Regions from separate parts of the Zea mays genome. Here region 1 is linked to region 2. A link is a contact called in public Hi-C data. All regions are on one chromosome and are shown on one strand. The core of a region is the stretch at or near the end of the contact, and the rest is flanking DNA. Distances in the headings are between cores, read along the strand shown.

The links. A called contact is a pair of places that touch in the nucleus more often than the background predicts.
Region 1: a contact with region 2 is called in a Hi-C map of tassel, with 6 times the contacts expected there. The contact joins the promoter of LOC100192639 here to the promoter of LOC100217092 in region 2. A contact is called at or near these places in 4 of 25 Hi-C or Micro-C datasets (ear, endosperm, root tip and 1 more).

The regions. Positions count from the first base shown.
Region 1 is chr7:137,407,232-137,412,605 of Zm-B73-REFERENCE-NAM-5.0, forward strand. LOC100192639 reads left to right here and starts at 3,799. Exons shown (of 12, transcript NM_001137853.1): 1 at 3,799-3,978; 2 at 4,100-4,161; 3 at 4,513-4,581; 4 at 4,723-4,804; 5 at 5,208-5,278. The coding sequence starts at 3,924. LOC100281751 reads right to left here and starts at 3,643. Exons shown (of 6, transcript NM_001154671.1): 1 at 3,003-3,643. The coding sequence starts at 3,401.
Region 2 is chr7:137,201,697-137,206,641 of Zm-B73-REFERENCE-NAM-5.0, forward strand. LOC100217092 (nuclear ribonuclease Z) reads right to left here and starts at 3,469. Exons shown (of 10, transcript NM_001143461.1): 1 at 2,995-3,469; 2 at 2,635-2,797; 3 at 2,487-2,557; 4 at 2,298-2,393; 5 at 2,101-2,214; 6 at 1,866-1,934; 7 at 1,672-1,746; 8 at 1,527-1,574; 9 at 1,064-1,213; 10 at 358-828. The coding sequence starts at 3,390. The coding sequence ends at 532.

The DNA.
Region 1 (5,374 bases), core at 2,549-5,048, 210 kb after region 2:
GAAACATACCCCGTCCGAAAATAAGTGTACATCTCGCTTCTCAAAGGGTCAAATATTTTTAAGTTTGACTAAGCATATTGTATATATAAAAAAGTAAACATATTTATGATGTGTAGTTAGGGGCGGTAATGGATCATGATCCAAATGATTCTTCACAATTTGTTAGGGCACTAAATTAATTTTAATTCAAAAATGAATAGAAATAGAGACTGATCCTAATCCGATCTGATTCTTAAATTTTAGTGTAAAATTTAGAACCCATTTTCACCCCCACAGTGTAGCAAGTATAATTAGATTGACATTAGAACATACTTTCATAATAAATTTATTTGAAGATACAAACATTGATATTATTCTCTATGTATTTGGTCAAATTTGAAAGGGTTTCACTCCTCAGAAAGCGAGATGTGCACACTGAGGGAGTAACAGACACTCTGTTTTGTCTTTGCTTAAGGTACTCGTAAACCATCGAGAGCTGAAGCTTGAAAGTATCTTCAGCACCACAAAATTTGGCAGCATCATGGATTCTAGAGTGTTTAAATGAAACAAATGCCTTTGAGATATCTAACTTCAGGAGGATTCGAGAAAGCTTATGTTGATGGAGAAAGCGAGTAGTCTGTTGCATGGCCTTTCCTCCTCGAAGTTCTGCAACATTTAGGTTTTGGTCAGATATTGAGGGACATTATTAGTGGTTTGCTATGGACCTCTTCATCCCAGGTGCTACTTAACGGACTGCCTGGACAGACTATTATTCACCGACGTGGTCTTAGACAAGGCGATCCTTTGTCCCCTTTTCTGTTTATCTTGGTCATGGATATTTTGGTATTCTTATTTAACCGAGCTGAACAAGTTGGGCTGCTGCAGCCCCTTGCCCCACGGACTTTGCAGCACCGGATTTCGTTATACGCTGATGATGTGGTGATATTTCTTCGTCCGACTGCTTTGGATATCAATATTACTTTGGATATTCTTCACCTCTTTGGAGAGGCTTCCGGCTTATGTAATAATGTCCAGAAGAGCAGCGTATATCCTATTAGATGTGACGATCAAGACCTTGCTGTGCTTCATGACTTGCTACCTTGCGAGGTGGCTGATTTTCCTTGTCGGTACTTGGGTCTACCGCTAGCTATTAAAAAGGTCACTAGAGATCAGATTTAGTCCATCATTGATAAGATTGCAAATAAACTTGCTGGTTGGAAGGCTGATTTATTGACTAAATCTGGTCATAAAATCCACGTCCAGTATGTTCTCACAGGGATGGTCATTTATCTTGCTATGGCTGTGGATCTTCCAGCTTGGGCGCTCAAAGCTATTGACAAGATTCGTCGTGGGTTTTTATGGAGAGGGCGGAAAGATGCAAGAGGTGGACACTGTCATGTGGCCTGGGGGACTGTTTGCAGGCCTATTGAGCTGGGTGGCCTTGATATTTCGAGCTTAAAAGAGCTTGCTTGGTCACTTAGAATGCGCTGGTTATGGTTGGCAAAAACTGATCCAACTCGCCCTTGGACTTCTATTTCCATCCAAGTTCCTAAGAAAGTAAAAGATTTCTTCTCAATGGCTATGCAAACTGATATTGGTAATGGTGCTTCCACGCTTTTTTGGACAGATAGGTGGCTGTCGGGACATAGAATTGCAGATTTGACTCCACGGTTATTCAGAACTATTTCTAAGCAAAGGACTAATCGGAGAACAGTATTGGACGCCCTTTCCAATCACAGCTGGATTTCAGACATTCAGGGGGCCTTTCAGTGGGTGTTATCAACGAGTATCTCCTCTTGTGGGATTTATTAGATTTGGTTCAGCTAAGACCTCATGTTGAAGACAAGCATTTCTTTCGCCTTGCTGCCAATGGAAAATATTCTTCCAAGGAAGCTTATAGGGGTTTCTTTATTGGGTCAATTGAGTTTGAGCCTTTTCATATAATTTGGAAGACTTGGGCTCCTCCGAAATCTAAATTTTTCATGTGGTTGGTCGCTCACAAGAAGGTGTGGACAGCTGATAGGTTGCAAAGAAGAGGTATGGATCATCCGGAGAGATGTCCATTATGTGATCAGGATCAGGAAACCTTAAATCATATGCTGCTGGGCTGCGTTTTTGCTAGAGAATTTTGGTTCAAGCTGCTTCTTCTTGTAAATCTACAACACTTGGCCCATCAGTCCTGTGAAGAGGTTTTTATGGATTGGTGGCAAGACTTGATCACCAAGACTCCTGGGATTGCAAGAAATGGTCTTAATTCTCTTGTCATTCTTGGTGTTTGGACCCTTTGGAAACATCGCAATGGCTACGTTTTTGACAATAAGAGTCCTAGTGTTGCTGTTGCTATTAGAAGTGTTGGTTTGGAGATTGATCTTTGGGTTATGGCTGGTGCAAAGAAGCTGTCCTTGCTTACTGCCCCTATCCCAGGTCTACCTGTTAGCTAGATAGATGTAGTGCTGTTCTGGTAGCAGTGTTTTTGTCATGGATGGTTTCATTTATGCTTGTTATTGGCCGCCGTAGGTCGGCCTTATCTGTATCTTGGGGTCCTTTTGGACCTTTTACTTCTTCTTAATATATTTTCGCGCAGCTCTCTTGCGCTTTCGAGAAAAATAGAGTGTTTATATTAATCCCATTTTAAATATAGTAATAGGTGTGAATTAGCACCCACTTCTAAGATAATTGATTCTACTTCTGACATCTGACAGAAAATAGATATTCCAAAATTCAAGTGTCGCGCGATCAGTCTATACTTAATAGCATAAAAGATGCGTATATCTCCTACTCAGTATATTAAAAAAACGGGCAGTATCTTATGATTCAATTAACAGCCACCAATCAGCAAGCCACGCCTTGGGGAACATAACTGATGGAATATCGAATATCAACCAAACAGGACTGTTTTGCATCTAACCATGTTCCACCTAAAATAGCAATCATAGTTGGATTTTGATTGGATCGATGCATCATTGCTTAATTGCACGGTTGCACTAATATGACTGCACAGTATATGTTCCCCTCATTTATACCTGGACCGAAGCATTCCCGCTGTCGGATATGGTCACAATCCAGGCGTCATACGAGTAGTTCCACTCCATGGTGAGGTTCGCGCTGGCCAACGAGGCGGCCACGACAACACCCGCGTCCCCCACAGCGACGGTGGAGTTGGTGACGGCGAGGCCGTGGAGCACAATCCCGGATGCGGCCATGCGGACGGTGCCCACGAGGGGTATGCTCATGGTCCTCTCGATGTCCGGCACGTTCATGGGCGTGAGGGTCGCAACGGCATGGGATACGAGCAGGTCCTTGGCGAAGTCGAGGCCCGACTGCGAGATGATGGCGGAGATGTGTGACGACGCGACCGCGGGGGAGGAGGTAGTGAACAGCTGGAGGGTGACGAGAAGGGGGATGAGGAGAGGGGTGCCCATGGCGGTGAGGAGGTTAGCCACTAGCTTCAGGGAGATGGTGGCTGAAGTGGCCAAGTGGGAGTGGCGTAAGGGGGACGAAAGCAAGCGCTGCGGCGGCACGAGGTGTCGAGGTGTCGAGCTCGCGGCGGTGACGCCGAGCTCCCGGCGGCTTTGAATGGTCGCTTCTCCTGGGGGAGACGTGGAGTGGGGTTGGTTTCGACTTTCGACATTGCTGACGTGGCTGTGGCTAGGCCGCAGCCCGCAGCGGCATTTCTCGAGTCACAACTCACAAATACTACTACTCACCTCTTCACTGACACGTGGTCCCATTTCACAACTGGTTCACCCTGTTTGTTTGTGACACACGAAATTCTCAGGTCCCGGTCCCGGGTCCAGGCACCCTTCTCGCTCGGTTGCTCGGGAGCTTTCCCCTTCCTGTTCCTGAAGCTTCCGACATCCGACCGCCTCCTCCTCCTCGTTCTACTCGCCGCCCCTTCTAGAATCATCCAGAGGCGTGCCGGTGAAGCGCGAGAGCGGTGAGGCATGGCGATGCAGACGGGGGTCGCGACCTCCAAGGTCCTCATCCTCGTCGGTGCAGGTCCTCTTCTCATCACCGCCATCGACCTCTCGCCCCCATCAAATCTCTCTCGGATTTGATGCTATTTTCCCCAATCGGCTGTTGTTTCGACACCTTACGTGGTGAAATGGTGTCCTCGCAGGGATGACGGGCTCGATCCTGCTGCGGAATGGCCGCTTATCTGATGTGTTGGGAGAACTCCAGGTCGGTATACCCCCCACACCCAACCCCGAAAAAAATATGTTCATTTTGATTACACGCACTTTCATACGGTTTGGATAGTTGAGCGTTGTCAGATAGCTGATACCTGATATTTTTTGAATGACTTGGCGATGGGGTACTAGAAGCGTTGATTCTGTCTATATGTGGATGTGATTAACACCATGTGATAAAATTACATCAACGCCCAATTGGCACTCGGAAGTTTTGCGTACCATAACTTATGCTTCACTAGTTAGTGATTCCTGATACATATCATACAGATTTTGATGGTATGCTCTGAAACTTCCTAGTAAATGTTTATTTAAGGCAATGATGTACCTTTTGTGTTTCTAGGAGATTATGAAGGGTGTAAATCAAGGAACTTCTTCGGGTCCCTATGACATTGCACTTATTCAAGCTCAGGTATGCTCTTCCTCATATGGAATACATCTTACATCTCACTATCTCAGTGTCAGCATCTGCTTAGAAGTTTCTCTTGCTTCTTTCCATCTCGGTAAAATTATTCATTTCTACTTAACTTTGCATGCTCGTGCTTGATATTAGATTCGGAATTTAGCGCAAGAAGTCAGAGATTTGACATTGTCAAAGCCCATTACCATACTGAATGGCAAATCTGACTCGGGAGGTCTGTATCGTTTCACTGTGTACTCGTTCTGTTTGCATGATGCACTTAATGTGTACAAATTACCATTTCATGCAAATCTTTAGCTTCAGTTCAGATAGTTCTTCTATGGATGTTCGTGCTCACAGAAGATTAAATAAACAGTTCCTTAAGCCCCTGCAAGCTTATGTACACTTCTAAACCATCTACATCTGAAAGGAGATCACCCGCATAGTAGTTCTGCTAAAAACTCTTGAAATCATGTTCAGTGCTGAAGTTAGCAATGAGTGATAGATGATGCCCGATTATTATGGAATTGCATACATGTTGATTCTTAGCTTGTAGAGTTTACTATAAAGTGGGTAAATGCTATTGGTGTATTCGGGTTTTATATTATTTTACCAGTTATTTGCTTGTTCCTTCTCAGGCAGTTTATCATCCTACATACTGCCAGCAGCAGCAGTTGGAGCAATGGGTTATTGCTACATGTGGTGGAAGGTAAAATGCAAAATCTATGTCCTTGATTAGTTGATTGTGAATTTTCTTTATTCTCTACTCCTTTTGTCCACTAGTTGTCTGTGTTTTTTAGCTTCA
Region 2 (4,945 bases), core at 2,219-4,718:
GGATAAACTGGAGATATCCTATGGGTTCCCTGCGTCACTTGGACTTCCAATACAGATACAATCGCAATATGCTAGACACATGAAACGACAAACTTTCATAGTTGCGTACTACCACTACCATACACATTTTTCTTGTCGCAGATCCAAGTAGCTCTTCTACATACTCCGTTACTGCCTAGGTGGCATCAAGGGAGCAAACAATGACACCAATAACACCACCAGAACTATGTATGAATTTTTCCACTTTAAAAACTAATGGACTTGCCGAATCCCATCCAAACCAAGTGACCTCTGTCTCTTTCACGAGTCTTTGCTCTAATCATCATGGCCTGTCCCGGTTTGACATGAACAAGGTTTGTCATAATCTAAGTGGACGATAATTTAGTTAAGTTACTTATTTTCCAATGCTCAATTGTACTAAGCAAATGTGCATGCCCTACCTATAAATATGTATTTAGGAGAGCACTGCCACGAATGCTCAAGGCATACAGTTCCATCTAGCATCCACGATAGGAGGGGAAAAAGATGGGCTCACAGAGCTGTGGTTCTTGCTATGTGAGATCCATCGTGGACAGGATGAAGCCCAGGTGCCTGGAAGGGAAGCCGCGTCGCCGTGAGACCAACACGGTCAGGACCAGGAGCAGGGCAGAAGCAAGGCAAGGCACTCTTGAAGACATCCTGTATTCTCCACAGAGCATCGATGGCGATGCACCTGGGGCGCCATCTCCTCGGAGGCATTCTCCGAAGGTCTGCCCACTTAACATGGACTGCGCTTACGAAAACAACTCTCCAAACGTCAGGGAGAGCTTCTCCATTGATCGGATGTCCCTGAGAAGCCAGAACAGCATTGTCAGGAGGGTTAGCTTCAGGTTGCCTGACGAATCTGATGTCTTCATCATCCCGGCGCGCAAAGATCCTGATGAGTACTCCACTGATGATGAGTCCACAGAGGATGTAAGTGAAGAAGTTGATCCAAAGAAACTAGTCAAGACGGCTAGAAGAAATGAGTGACACAGAGAGAAAAAAACACTAGTCACTGCATAGATGGTTGCTTGGAATGTACCATATGCCACTTCAGGGCCTGTCGATCATATTCCATTCTATGCAGGACTCCATGAGCATGAGTATATGCACTTTGCGTATCCCGCTGTCCAGTTCCCCAAAGCATTGTAATACACGGTTCTTCCACCTTGTTTTGGAAACTGGAGAATGTCTGAGAAAATTTTATGTTTTACAGATCTCCAACTTGTGCAAGTACCTTTCTTGTCAAAATGTTCAATTAGCTGTACAAAGTTCTGAACTTCGGACAGGAAATAAATAGATAAATAATAATGGAATTACAGTTGAGCACACAACAGACATATCTATAAGTACTTAAGTAGGCACCTTTTTTTCTTTAACAAATTAATCGGTTCCTGATGTTAACATACATTCAGTAAATCAGGGCTAGAAAGAGAAACACAAGCTGTTCTACTTATATACACTTATCTATAATCAGATTTGAAGCCTTCTGTTAGAGCAACAACCTTTGAATTTAGCTTAGGTTGTAGCCTGGAAACAGCCTGGCGAATATCCTACAAAATCATAATTTGGGTCAGATTAGTGGTGCAATTGACAATGGTTTGGGTCAGATTAGTGACCATTGACAAATTTCATGGGTTGGCTACATACCTCAAGACTATATCGATTTGAGAAATGAGTGAGTACGATTGTTTCGTTCCTGAACCACTGGAAATGCTCCATTATCTATACACGACATAGTGGGTGTCAGTTAGCAACTAAAACAGTAATAATTTCTTATATTCATCAGGAGTTCCAAAAGCCTCATCGGCAGGTTGAGGGAGTAATGGCACATAAATTGTCACCTCAGAAAGATGCATGTGGCCATGTTCCCTAGCATGCTCAACATCAACATGGTCATCTAGGAACGTTGCCTGAAGAGTGCAAAACTATGTTGGTACCAATAATAAAAAAACGCGAAGAACTTCAAATTGTTCTTCATGTTTCATATTTGAAGTACATCTGATGAACAGGCTAGTGCAATTATTTCTTCATTTACAGTATGTAAGAACAAATACTGGATGTGTAAAGACACAATACCTCAGTTATGAGAACCTTTGCTCTCAAGGCATCTGCATTTCTTGGGTCAAGAATAAAATCAGACTTTGTATCTCCTGTGAAGGCAACTTCTGGGTACAGTATGGTATCCGTAATCTAATATTAAAACATGTTGTGAATACCATGTGGGAGATATTCCTAAGCAATAGGGTCCAGTTTCAAAGCACCTCACAGCTCACCTCGGTTCCTGATTGCTTCAGTTTCATTATTTGACTACCCTTCAAATGAGCATACTGTTTTTTCAACTTTCTTCGAATAGAGTAGATGACATAACCCTTTACACCGTTCATGGGATGGATAATATCAATAGGCATTAAATCGTGACAAATAACAAAAAATAAATGTCTGCTAGCTCTAAGAAGAAGTACCTGGCTGGGTATAGTGTGGTACGTTTGAAATGGCCTGGCAACAAGATCATTACGTATTTCATATGTCTCTCCTGAAAGAAGTCGTTGCATTATAAGGAAACAAACAAGCAGCAAAAAATACAAATCAGTAATGAAGCAATATCCATACCCAAATCTAGTGCAACTAATTCAACTTTTAGCTCAATTTGACTCGTTCTACGATGGACTTGAAGCAGATCCTCGACATCATCCCTGATGCAGGGTGGTACAAACACAGTAGGAGGCTTCAAGTTGTAGAGGCCACGGGTAGCTATGTACATTGGAAGACCACCCTGCACGATCAGCACAGCAGAAATTGATGTGGTATTGTGGTAATCATCAGTGCGTCATTAATAGTTTTATAGTAGTTTTGTAAGAGCTGGACTTAGCAATGGCGCATGTAAACCTTAGGTGTTAGAGGTGTATAAGCAAACAAAGCAAAAGCAGAAATAGAGCCTGCAAATATGAAAACAGGGCCCGTGGCGCTCACGATGTGGTCGAGGTGGGCGTGGGTGATAAAGAGATAGTCCTGGCTGACGGCGAACTGCGGCCCGCGGCCGATGTCGAACGCCACGTTCAGCGACGGCACGGTGATGCAGGTCTCGTGCCCGCCCACCGAGATCCCTTCGATGGCGTACCCTTCCACCTCCACGCCCTTGCGCTGCACCTGGGCGCGCGCGCGCCGGTACTCCTCCTCGTCCGCCATCGCGCGGTCCAACACCGACAGAAGCCCAGCCCCCTTGCTTCCGCCTCTGCGGCTGCCGCTGGTGGCGGTGGAGGACTCCACTGGCTTCCTAGCGGCGAGGATCTGGAACCGGGGGCCATGGGCAGAGGTGCGGGAGAGGACACGGAGCGATGGGAGGGAGAAGAGAGAGGCGGTAACCATTTACAAGCTGCGAATTCGGGAGGCGGGATGAACGGTGGCGAGTCGCCGATGGCGAGAGTCGGGACCGCGGGGTTCTGGGTTTTGGACTCGGTGAGACGGTGAGCTCCAGAGCATGCTGGAGGATAACGAGTTGTATTTGCATCGCCGCCCCTGTATTGTTGCAATATCTGCTAGCCTCGCTGTAGTTGAGTGCATATCGTTACACCGTTAGTTTAAGGGAAATTTGGATCCATACCATTAAAAGATCACCACTTTGGATCCATACCATTACTATCTCACTTACAAATGGGTCCACATGAGTCAATGACATGTGGAGTCCATGGTATATATCTAAAGTTTGGATCTTTTAATGGTATAGATCCAATTGTTCCTTAGTTTAAATATATGACGAGATTAAGTAAGTTGGTGTAGGTAGTCGTACACCGTCTCCAACAAGACCTATATTTACGCCATGCTTATAGTGCCAAGGGGGCATGACAACAGAGTCTCAATAATAACAACCCACGTATCAGAAAGGATAAGACAACACGTCTAGTACATACTCATACATGATGGAGGGTGACACAAGCGCATTGATGAAAGATAAAGGTGTACTGAACACGAACCTCAACCTGTCGGTGTTTCGGACCCGGGGGACCCTCAACCGGACCGACTAGTGAATTTGTTGCTGCGTGTCCCTGCCCAGATGGTTTGATGCAAGATGGAACATAAGAGGGAAATAATGCTTATGTTATCTTGCACCGGGGTGCTCGTAGTAGGGGTTACAAGCGTTACGGGAGAGCGAGAACGAGAGAGAGAAAAAGAGAGGGTTCGACCTTGAGGCGAGCTGTCTGAGGCTGCCTCTACCGCGTCTCTCCTACTCTGCCTGCCTCCGCTCGTCTGCATCGCGCGTCCGTGTGTTCGTACGTCGCGCGTTCGTCTCTCCCCCTCCCGCTCCTCCCTTTCCATGGGGCCCTGGACATCCCTTTTTATAGATACAAGGAGATGCCCAGCTGTACAATGGGGGTGTAGCTATGTGCTAACGTGGCTGGCAGGGAAGTGCCTTGAGCCCTGTACAGGTAATAACGTGGCCGTCGGAGAAGTGCCTTGAGCCCTGTAGATGTACCAACGTGGCCGTCGGAGAAGTGCCTTGTGCCCTGTAGAAGCATAGCTGGCGGTGCGGCATGGATCTTGCTGACGTTTCCTTGCTTCTGTAGGGGGTTTGAGAGCACCCGACGTCATGGGCGCACACGGGGAACCATCATTACCTGTTACCGGAGTAACTTAGATGGGACACTGGTCTTGTTCCTTCGTAGCCTGAGGCGGCTAGCTAGGGGTAGGGTAATGATGGGTCCCTAGTAGCGTAGTTGATACGGGGCCGAGGTCGGGCGAGGCGACGACTCCTCTGAGGCCGAGGCCCAGGGTCGGGTGAGGCAGAGACCTTCTCCCGAGGCCGAGGTTGAGGCCGAGGCCCAGGGTCGGGCGAGGCGAAGTCCTTCTCCCGAGGCCGAGGCTGAGGCCGAGGCCTAGGGTCGGGCAAGGCGGAGCTCCCTGTTGCGCCCGAGGCCGGACTCAG